3 separate regions of the Mus musculus genome follow, and regions 1 and 2 are each linked to region 3. A link is a contact called in public promoter capture Hi-C data. All regions are on one chromosome and are shown on one strand. The core of a region is the stretch at or near the end of the contact, and the rest is flanking DNA. Distances in the headings are between cores, read along the strand shown.

The links. Promoter capture Hi-C pulls out the DNA fragments that hold promoters and counts their contacts.
Region 1: a contact with region 3 is called in a promoter capture Hi-C map of the C10 cell line, with 2.7 times the contacts expected there. The contact joins the enhancer-like site here to the promoter of Xaf1 in region 3. A contact is called at or near these places in 5 of 39 promoter capture datasets (the 3T3-L1 cell line, the C10 cell line, liver and 1 more) and 1 of 9 other capture datasets (liver).
Region 2: a promoter capture Hi-C map of hippocampal neurons shows a contact between it and region 3, with 3 times the contacts expected there. The contact joins the promoter of 4930401O10Rik here to the promoter of Xaf1 in region 3. A contact is called at or near these places in 3 of 39 promoter capture datasets (cranial neural crest, hippocampal neurons and stem cell-derived epiblast-like cells).

The regions. Positions count from the first base shown.
Region 1 is chr11:72,733,791-72,736,490 of GRCm38.p6, reverse strand. The region is part of intron 7 of Ankfy1 (ankyrin repeat and FYVE domain containing 1); the gene reads right to left. Among named protein-coding and RNA genes, the nearest start is that of Gm46287, 30 kb to the left of the region's middle. Within about 2 kb of position 1,445, at least 47 of the 459 cell types and tissues checked have an H3K27ac peak or open chromatin away from gene starts, as enhancers often do.
Region 2 is chr11:71,938,868-71,941,567 of GRCm38.p6, reverse strand. It overlaps 4930401O10Rik (RIKEN cDNA 4930401O10 gene), which reads left to right and starts at 1,446. Exons shown (of 5, transcript NR_045942.1): 1 at 1,446-1,661; 2 at 1,789-1,995; 3 at 2,098-2,214.
Region 3 is chr11:72,300,224-72,302,923 of GRCm38.p6, reverse strand. It overlaps Xaf1 (XIAP associated factor 1), which reads right to left and starts at 1,295. Exons shown (of 6, transcript NM_001037713.4): 1 at 1,215-1,295. The coding sequence starts at 1,246.

The DNA.
Region 1 (2,700 bases), core at 196-2,695, 430 kb before region 3:
AGGATATGGCTCCCAGTCACAGCTGACTGCCTGTCAACTACTGTGAGGGAGTCAGAAGTTCCTTACTGCAAACATCCAGCCACTTGCTTTCCTCAAGTCACTAACAATGCCAGGAAAATGAGACATTAGTGTAATAATTTTTCCCCATAAAAACATTCCTAACCAATGCTAAGCAGTTTTTAAATACACATGCAATGCTTCTTTCAGTTTTATGACAGTTTTAATTAGGGCAAACCATATTTAATACTCCTTGTTTTAAAATTTACTACAAATAATTGGTCAGGAGAAGCCCATTTAGGAAATCTATTGGTCTATGTGGGTTACTACAATTTTTTTAGTAGTGAAAAAACTAGAATTGTTATGAAAGGACTCATCACCTTGCTTAGGTCAGATTAATCAAAGGAGATGGTAACACTGCCTTATGTGGGTCTCCTATGGCCTCACAGACCCTAACAACACCAAATTCTTGTGACAGACGAGTGCTCTGGCTCAGTGGAATGCCCACTACTGTGCATCTTGAAGTAGACCTCATTCATATTTTAATGAACCTCTACCACTCATTAAAGAATTAGAAGCAAGGTCAATAGGCAAGCTTAAAGGTAGCACTCAATCATTTGGGTAAAGTTAACCAAGTAACATCAAGCCGAAGAAGGCACTGTCAAGTAATTCCTCAGAAGGATATGTTAGCACACATCTAAAACCCAGAACACAGGAGGCAGAGGCAGGAGCACTGCAGGTCTGGGGCCAGGCTCTAGATAGCCAGTGTTTCAGTGGGACCTCAAAGAAAAGACAATTCCCTATGGGGTCTGATTCTGGCACTCCACTGCTCGGGCAAGGTGAAGGCCACTGTGTTTACTCTATCAGCAACAGGTAGTCATAGTATGAGGGACACCCCAATCCTGTCTCACTGTGCTAAAAGCCTGCTAAAGCAGAAAGATCCCTTTCCATTTACACACAAGAAAAGATGACACTATGGACAAGTGACTGTCATCAAAGCAACATAGAAGCCAGGATTCAAGCAAGTCTGTGCTCTGTACACTACAGCATGCTGCACTCTTTTTGAAGTCTGCTATATTCACACTGTGATCCACATACTTCCAGACAATTCACAAATTCAGAATGGAAGATTAAATCACCCTAGAACACTCATCAACACTATCTTGGCAATTCCTGTAGCTAAGCAATCACCCAAATATTTAGGAAGTCATGAGAGATGTTCTTTCATAAAACATAAGAATTCAGCTCCCAGAGAAGAAAGGAACTTAATTGTTTTTTTAGTAACAAGTGAATCTGTTTCCAAAGTAAACACTTGAGACACTAAACAGTGGGAAAGAACAATTCCCTACGGGGTAGAAACTTTCCCCAATGAACACAAACTCTGAGCTAAGTGCTGTGTGTGCTTGGAAAAACGCATCTGCTCTCCACAGCGACTTGTTCTAAGGGTTCCCTACTCAGTGATGAGTAAAACTTTCCTCTCTATTAGCCAGCAAGCTCAACCCTCTGCATAGTTCAAACAGATTTTTACTAAAACTTTTGCCCACAAAGGAGAGAAAGCCGCAGCTGCACATCACCAGCATTCAAACAGTACATCCTGCTAAGGGACAGAACTGTGCCTGATAACACAGCAGGGTCATCTGCTGATGGAAATCCATCTTCTAACTCTCATGAATGATGCAACCACAAACACACAAATACCTCTGTGGCTCCTAACATAGAAATTCCCACCTGTATACCACCAAGAATGGCACCAACTATCGTTTTTGAGAAATCTCCACATTGCTGTTTCATAGTGGCTATACAAGTTTACATTCTCAAAAGTAACAATAAACAGAATTTGGGAGGCAAAGGCAAGCCTCTGTGAGTTCACAGCCAACTGGTCTACACAGTGAGACTCTGTCTAAAAAATTGAAACAAAAAAGAAAACAGAATTCCTTTCTCCATGTCCTCACTGGCACCGGTAAGGATTTTTAAAAGATTTATTTATATCTTTTGATATTTGTTTTCCGGAGTCAGTTGTGTCCTTCCTTCTACCATGGGTCCTGAGAATCACACTCGGATCATCAGGCTTGTCAGGCAACAAGTGCTTAATTGTCTCTTGGCCCTGTCATTTATTTTCCTAAAGACAATCATTCGGAACCGGAATGAGATGGACTCCCAAAGCAGTTTTAATGTGTATTTTCCTGTTGGGTGAGGCTGTAGAACACTTTTAACATTTTATTTACCATTTGCATATCCTTTCTTGAGACCTGACAATTTAGATTATTTATTGATTGGATGTGTAGGTGTTGAATTTCTGCAGTTCTTTACATCTACTGAGTATCAGCCATCTGCTACATAACCTGAAAGGCACTTTCCTGCTATCTCTTCCCTCTGGTGACTGTTCTCTTTGTTGCCCAAAGCTTCTTCATTTTGATTTTGCGGGCTATTTCCTTGCTACTAGAGTACTGTTCAGGAAACCCTCGCCATGCCTGCATCTTGAGGAATTTTAGCTATGCTTCTTTCCTCTAGCACAGTGGTGCTCAACCTTTCTAATGTCACAGCCCTTTAATACAGTTCCTCGTGTGTGGCTATCCCCAACCATAAAATGATTTCATTACTACTTTGTAACTGTAATTTTGCTATTCTTATGAATTGCTATTCTCATGGCTGTTGGCAAGTGCAACAAGCACTGAGCCACCATGCTCTCTCCAGCCCCTCCAA
Region 2 (2,700 bases), core at 197-2,696, 360 kb after region 3:
GGTTCAGTCCATTATCATCATGGCAGGAAGCATAGCAGCCTTCAGGCAGACAGGGTTCTGAGAAAGAGCTGAGGGTTCTACATCTTGATCCAAAGGCAACCAGGAGGAGACTGGAATTCCACACAGGGAGGAGCTTGAGCATAGGAGACCTCACAGCCCACCTCCACAGTGACACACTTCCTCCAACAAGGCCACATGTACTCTAATAAGACTACACGTCCTAATAGCGCCACTCCCTGTGGGCAAACATGAGTTTATGGTGGCCAAACCTATTCAAACCACCACACCTGTTTCACAGCTACTCTTGTCATAGCATCTCAGCTCCAGATCTTCTGGGTCTTCTCTTTTACAGGGGCCTCAAGACTACACAGGTACTTCTGGAGAATCCGGAAGAATCAGTGGTCCCTGACTCAAGTCCCTCAATGTCTTCCAGGTGAGGAGACCCAGCCACAGTGCTGGGATTAGGACATGGGTGTCTTGAGAAGCTGCTCTCTGGCTCACCATACACGCAGAGGAATTTCTTCTGGCTTTCCTTCAGCATGGTGCCAGAAGGCAGAATGATGTAATGGCAGAGGTAGACTTTTGCAGCAAAGACTAAGTAACCCTGCCTCATCGATAGGGCTTTCTATAGGAGAGTGGGGCTTAGGAAGGAACACTCCTGCTCTCTTAGGCTCTGTAAGCAGGGGATGAATTTTGCTTGAGTGGTCCAGCAAGATATTCTGTGTGGAGTGGGATTCTAGACTAACTAGCCCCAGTGATCTTGTCCAATTTTAGGTCTATTACCTTCACACCAGTCTTTAAGGATGCCATTCCAGTTGTCTGCTTCATGACCTAGGTTATAATTCCACAAGGTACAGGAATATCTAGGGCTGAGGCGTCATTCCCTGCAGGCCCCTGTGGTGCTTTGCTCAGCTGAGGTACAGGTCAGCTACAGTTCCTGAAAGTTAACACCACCAGGAACAGCCAAAAAGAAATGGATGGATATATAACCAAGTCCCTCATTCCACTGGCACAGCCCCAGTCACAGTCCCATCTTCGTGCTGAGGCCTTGAGAACAGGCTCCACCTCTCAGCTGTTGCTCCCAGAGCTACACGATGATGGGGAGAGAGAGGCTTTTGTCACACGTTTCATCAGGAGTCACGTACTTATTACTGACATTCATTTTGCCTTGACTCTCAGCACGCAGCTTGTGAACAGCAGGCTGCTCTGTTGCTCCTAAGGTTTCTTAGCCTGTCCATCTACACTAGGGCTGGGGCACTTGTGATCAGCAGTTCAGTTGTTGCCTGCTGCAAACCTTCCTTCTTTTTTAGCCCCAAGAAAAGCCAAGCATATGAGGTCATATGGTGGTAGGTAAGAGTATTCCTTTTGTCATATGTGCTTTGTGAGCTTTGTCTGTGACCTCAGGGTCAGTCCTGGGGTCTGGCCCAGCACCTCAGTGTTTGTGATGTCATAGATAGATGCCTGCCCCTTCTCTTTGTGGGCATGTAGTCTTTCTTTGATCGCAGCCTCTTTATACCCACAGATTCCCCCAAGTTAACAACTCGTTGAGTGTTTACTCTGGGGACTTCTTGTTTGGGCTCATCTTCAGCTACCTCGAATATGTGGAATGATTTCAGGCTAAGATGGATCCAACCAACTTTCATCCATGCACCCTGTTCTGGGTGAGGGTCTGTGGGTTTCCAGCCCTAACGTCTTCCAGCAAACAGCATTAAGTCTCCCTGTTTCCTTGCTCTCCACCAATTTCATTGGCTTTCAACTTTTTCTCTTTATTTAATTTTCCTGTCCTAGGGCTGAGACAGTAAGGAACATTGCAAGCTACCATTAGATTTCTGTTTTTCCTCATGACTCTCCTCTGGCATCCTTAAGCAGCACTGGGCAAGAAGAGCCAGTGGACCAGCTCTGCCAGGATCTATCCACCTTCCCATCTCATAGCCCAATCTCCATCTCAGAAGCCAAGAAATCCATGCCTGTTTCCTCTGGTATCAACCATTCACGGTTAGATGCAAACAGTGACCCCATTTCTCAGTTCTATATGGGGGTAGGTAAGGAGAGTAGAAAGCCGGTTGTCTTGTCTAAGACCCCTGCTTCCCTCCACAGGAATCCTCCTGCCAGCCCTTGGTGGTGTAAATGGCAGATGGGAACAGATGACTGTGGCCTCTCAGCATCCTGCCTTCCTGTGGTCCTGGGGCAAGTCCAGCGTCAGAGGGAGAACAGGTCAGAGTGGCCATAGAACCTTTCAGAAATAGCTGGGCCTGGCAGAGGGCAAGCACTCACTAGAGCTCAGCCAGTCTGAGTCCAGCAACCTCCTCCGCCTTGGAATGAGAGCAGGTTCTAAATCCTCGTCTCCGTTGCTGCCTGCTCGGCTTGGGGCCCACAGCAGATGGTGAGGTGGGCCCCACTGGGTCTGGAGCGTGGGTTTTGAGAGTGCTAATGTTTCTCAGATCTCCTTTGTAGATCATCAACTGTGACAACAGTACAGCTTGGGCCAGGAAGTGAAAAGGCACTGCTTGTGGCAGGAGGGGCTGCTTCTTAATTAAGGCACCTCCTCAGCCTGCTGATGACAGCCGTGGGTTGGAAAGAGTCTATGCACCTGCCTATGACCAGGAGGCTGGGGATACTCTAGGACCACGTCCAAGTGGGGTCCAGCCCCTGCATCAGAATAAGAGGAGAAATGGCATCTTTTCCTTACTGAGCATTGCT
Region 3 (2,700 bases), core at 46-2,545:
AGGCTTATCTGTGCTTATAGAGTAAGTTCAAGATCAGCCTAGGCAACTTAGTGATACTCTGTGTCAAAAGGAAAGGGAAAAACAGAGCCAGGGATAACGCAGCTCAGAGTGCTTGGCTGCTCTGTGCAATGCCCTAGGCTCAGTGCCTGGAACGACTCCTCAGCATCACCCCACAGAGACAGGGTTGGGGGAGGTAAAGTTCTATCCTTTTCCAGTTATCTCCTAGAAAGGCCATCACGAGAACAAGGGAGCACAGCAGTGCAGCTCTGCCCTGACCACACCTCAGACCCTCCAAGGGTTTCCCAACTCTCAAGAGCAAAAGTCCATCCACCACGCTGTCTCCCGTCCCTGGGCTCCCTTGCAGCTACCCAGAGAGCATCTGAGATGCAGGGGAGTCTTGTAGGGCAGGGTGTCCTCCTCTGATAGGCTCATCACCAGGAACGCTGCCAACCCATTCCATCTGCTCATGCTCACGGCAGCTCGGGAGAAAGGAAACAGGCTGTATCCTTAAAGGACCAATTGTTCAGGCCCTGTGATCTGGCTCATGGCCTCCAATTGTTCAGGCCCCTGTGATCTGGTTCATGGCCTCACTGCTGTTAGCCTGATCCAGCTGTCCCCACAACCGCACAGAATGACGTCCTTTGCTCTGTTTGCCCTCTCTGTTTTGCCTGCCTCCATACTCCATAGACCAGAGATCCTGAAAGGTGAAGTGGAACAAAGATCTCTGTGGAGCTTTACCCCAGTTACTGCAACAGGTGGGGTCTGCTGAGGAACCAGCTCTTTTTACTTGGAGGTGTGGTCCTTGCCTCCTGCTCAGCCCTCCATGTTCTATCTCCCAGCTCCTTTGTCAGGCGGAGGACAGGAATAACCCTGGAACATCTCTCAAAGGGTCCTCTCACAGATGGGTGGGAAGACCACGATGCCCCCCACCCCTGCTACGGATCTAAGCTCTGACAGGAATAGCCTGCTAGGGACCAGTCCCTCCATACTTCATGGCTAAAACTAGCCAGCCTGAAATACCCAAGCTAAGAGGGAACAGTGATATTGAGGTACCACTGAGCACTCTACTTAGAGATTTGGAACCTCTTCACTCCAGAGGTTCCAGTCCCCTTCGGCTTGCCCTCTGGTGTTGTACTTCATCCCCATCACTTCAGAATTTGTTTGCTCTGCCCTGCCCCTCTGTCTGGCCAGCCCTGGAGAAAATGCCTTCTTACCAGTTCCTGCACACTTGGAAGTCAGCCTCCATGGTCAAGCTTCCTGCAGTGCTTCTGTGGAGTTTCGTTTCTTTGCACACAGGAAAACAAAACTGAAAGTGTTTGCCCAGCCTGACTCACAGCGGCAGGGAGGAGACTTCAAAAATTCTCAGCTCAGGGCGGTTCCCAGATCCTGGCAGCTAGACACTCCCAGAAGGCCATTCTGCAGCATGGGCTAGTCCTCTGTCATGCCCCTTGTCCTGTGCAGCCTCTGTGCTACCGTGACTGTGACCTCCAGGGTGGGCGTTAGCTGTCGGGTTTCCTCTGGGCAGCACAACAATTCCTCCCTTTCTCCCCCTCCCTCCCTGACTGGCTTTGTTTCCATGGGGTCCCTGCCCACTTCTCAACCTGTGACTGACTCCTACTGTTTCTGTCTGGTCTCTCCTGAGATGCTAAGCTTGAGTCTGCTCTCTGAAGAAGAAGCTCCTGCAAGCTCTGTACCCCTGTGTGGGTTCCAGTTTGTGGTGACTTTGAAAACAAAGTCTGTGAGGAACTGAGCAGGGGGTTCTGGGTGCTGGATGCTCAGGCTACAGGGTTTGGGGCAAGTCTTGGGAATGGCCAGGGATAACTGTGTTGTGTCTCCTGAGGTTGTCCTCTGCTGGGAAACAAAACAAAGCAAACAATAATGGCAAACAATAATGTAAGCCAAGATGACAGAAACCATGAGGAGGTCTTGCTATCCCATGCTCACTGGTAAAATCGAGCAGCAAGGGGCTGAATAACCTGCACAGAAGTTCCCAGGTAACGTGGTCCAAGGTGTGACCCTTCTGCCACAGGCACGGAGCTGGAGGAGCTGTGCTCAGATCCAGACAAGATAACCAATTGGGAGCTTGAGTCACCTCAGCCTTCTGGATACTGTCTCCTGGCTGACCGGGTTACACTGGAGCTCCCAGGCAACTTTAAGGTCCAGGTGCTCCTAGAATTTGCATGCAAAACTGCTGCTGTGTCAGTATATGTTTGTTCCAGCGAGGTGCCACAGCCTCAGGCAGTTACCCAACAAGGCTAGCTGACCTCATGAGGTTCAAAGAAAACAAATTGTGTTAAAGGCAGCCCATGTCCAAAATTATCACAGTGCAAAATGATGGAAGTCAGTCGATTTGCTGGTTTCCTGTGTTCATTCCACCACCACCACCCCCCTTCCAAGGAAGAAACAGGGCGTCATTAGATAAATGAAAATGATCAAAGGGTTTTGGAGTAGAGGTAGCGGTATGGCACTTGCCTACCATGCATAAGGCTTTGGGGTTAGGATCTAACACACACACACACACACACACACACACACACACACACACACAGACACACACACACACACACACACATCACAAAGTATATCTCAGTGACAACTGATACATTCACAAATACAGCCGTGTACGGAATAATGATGTTTCTGTCAGCAGTGCAACTGTACATAGCACAGTAGCCATATAAGATTACACCTGAAGAACTG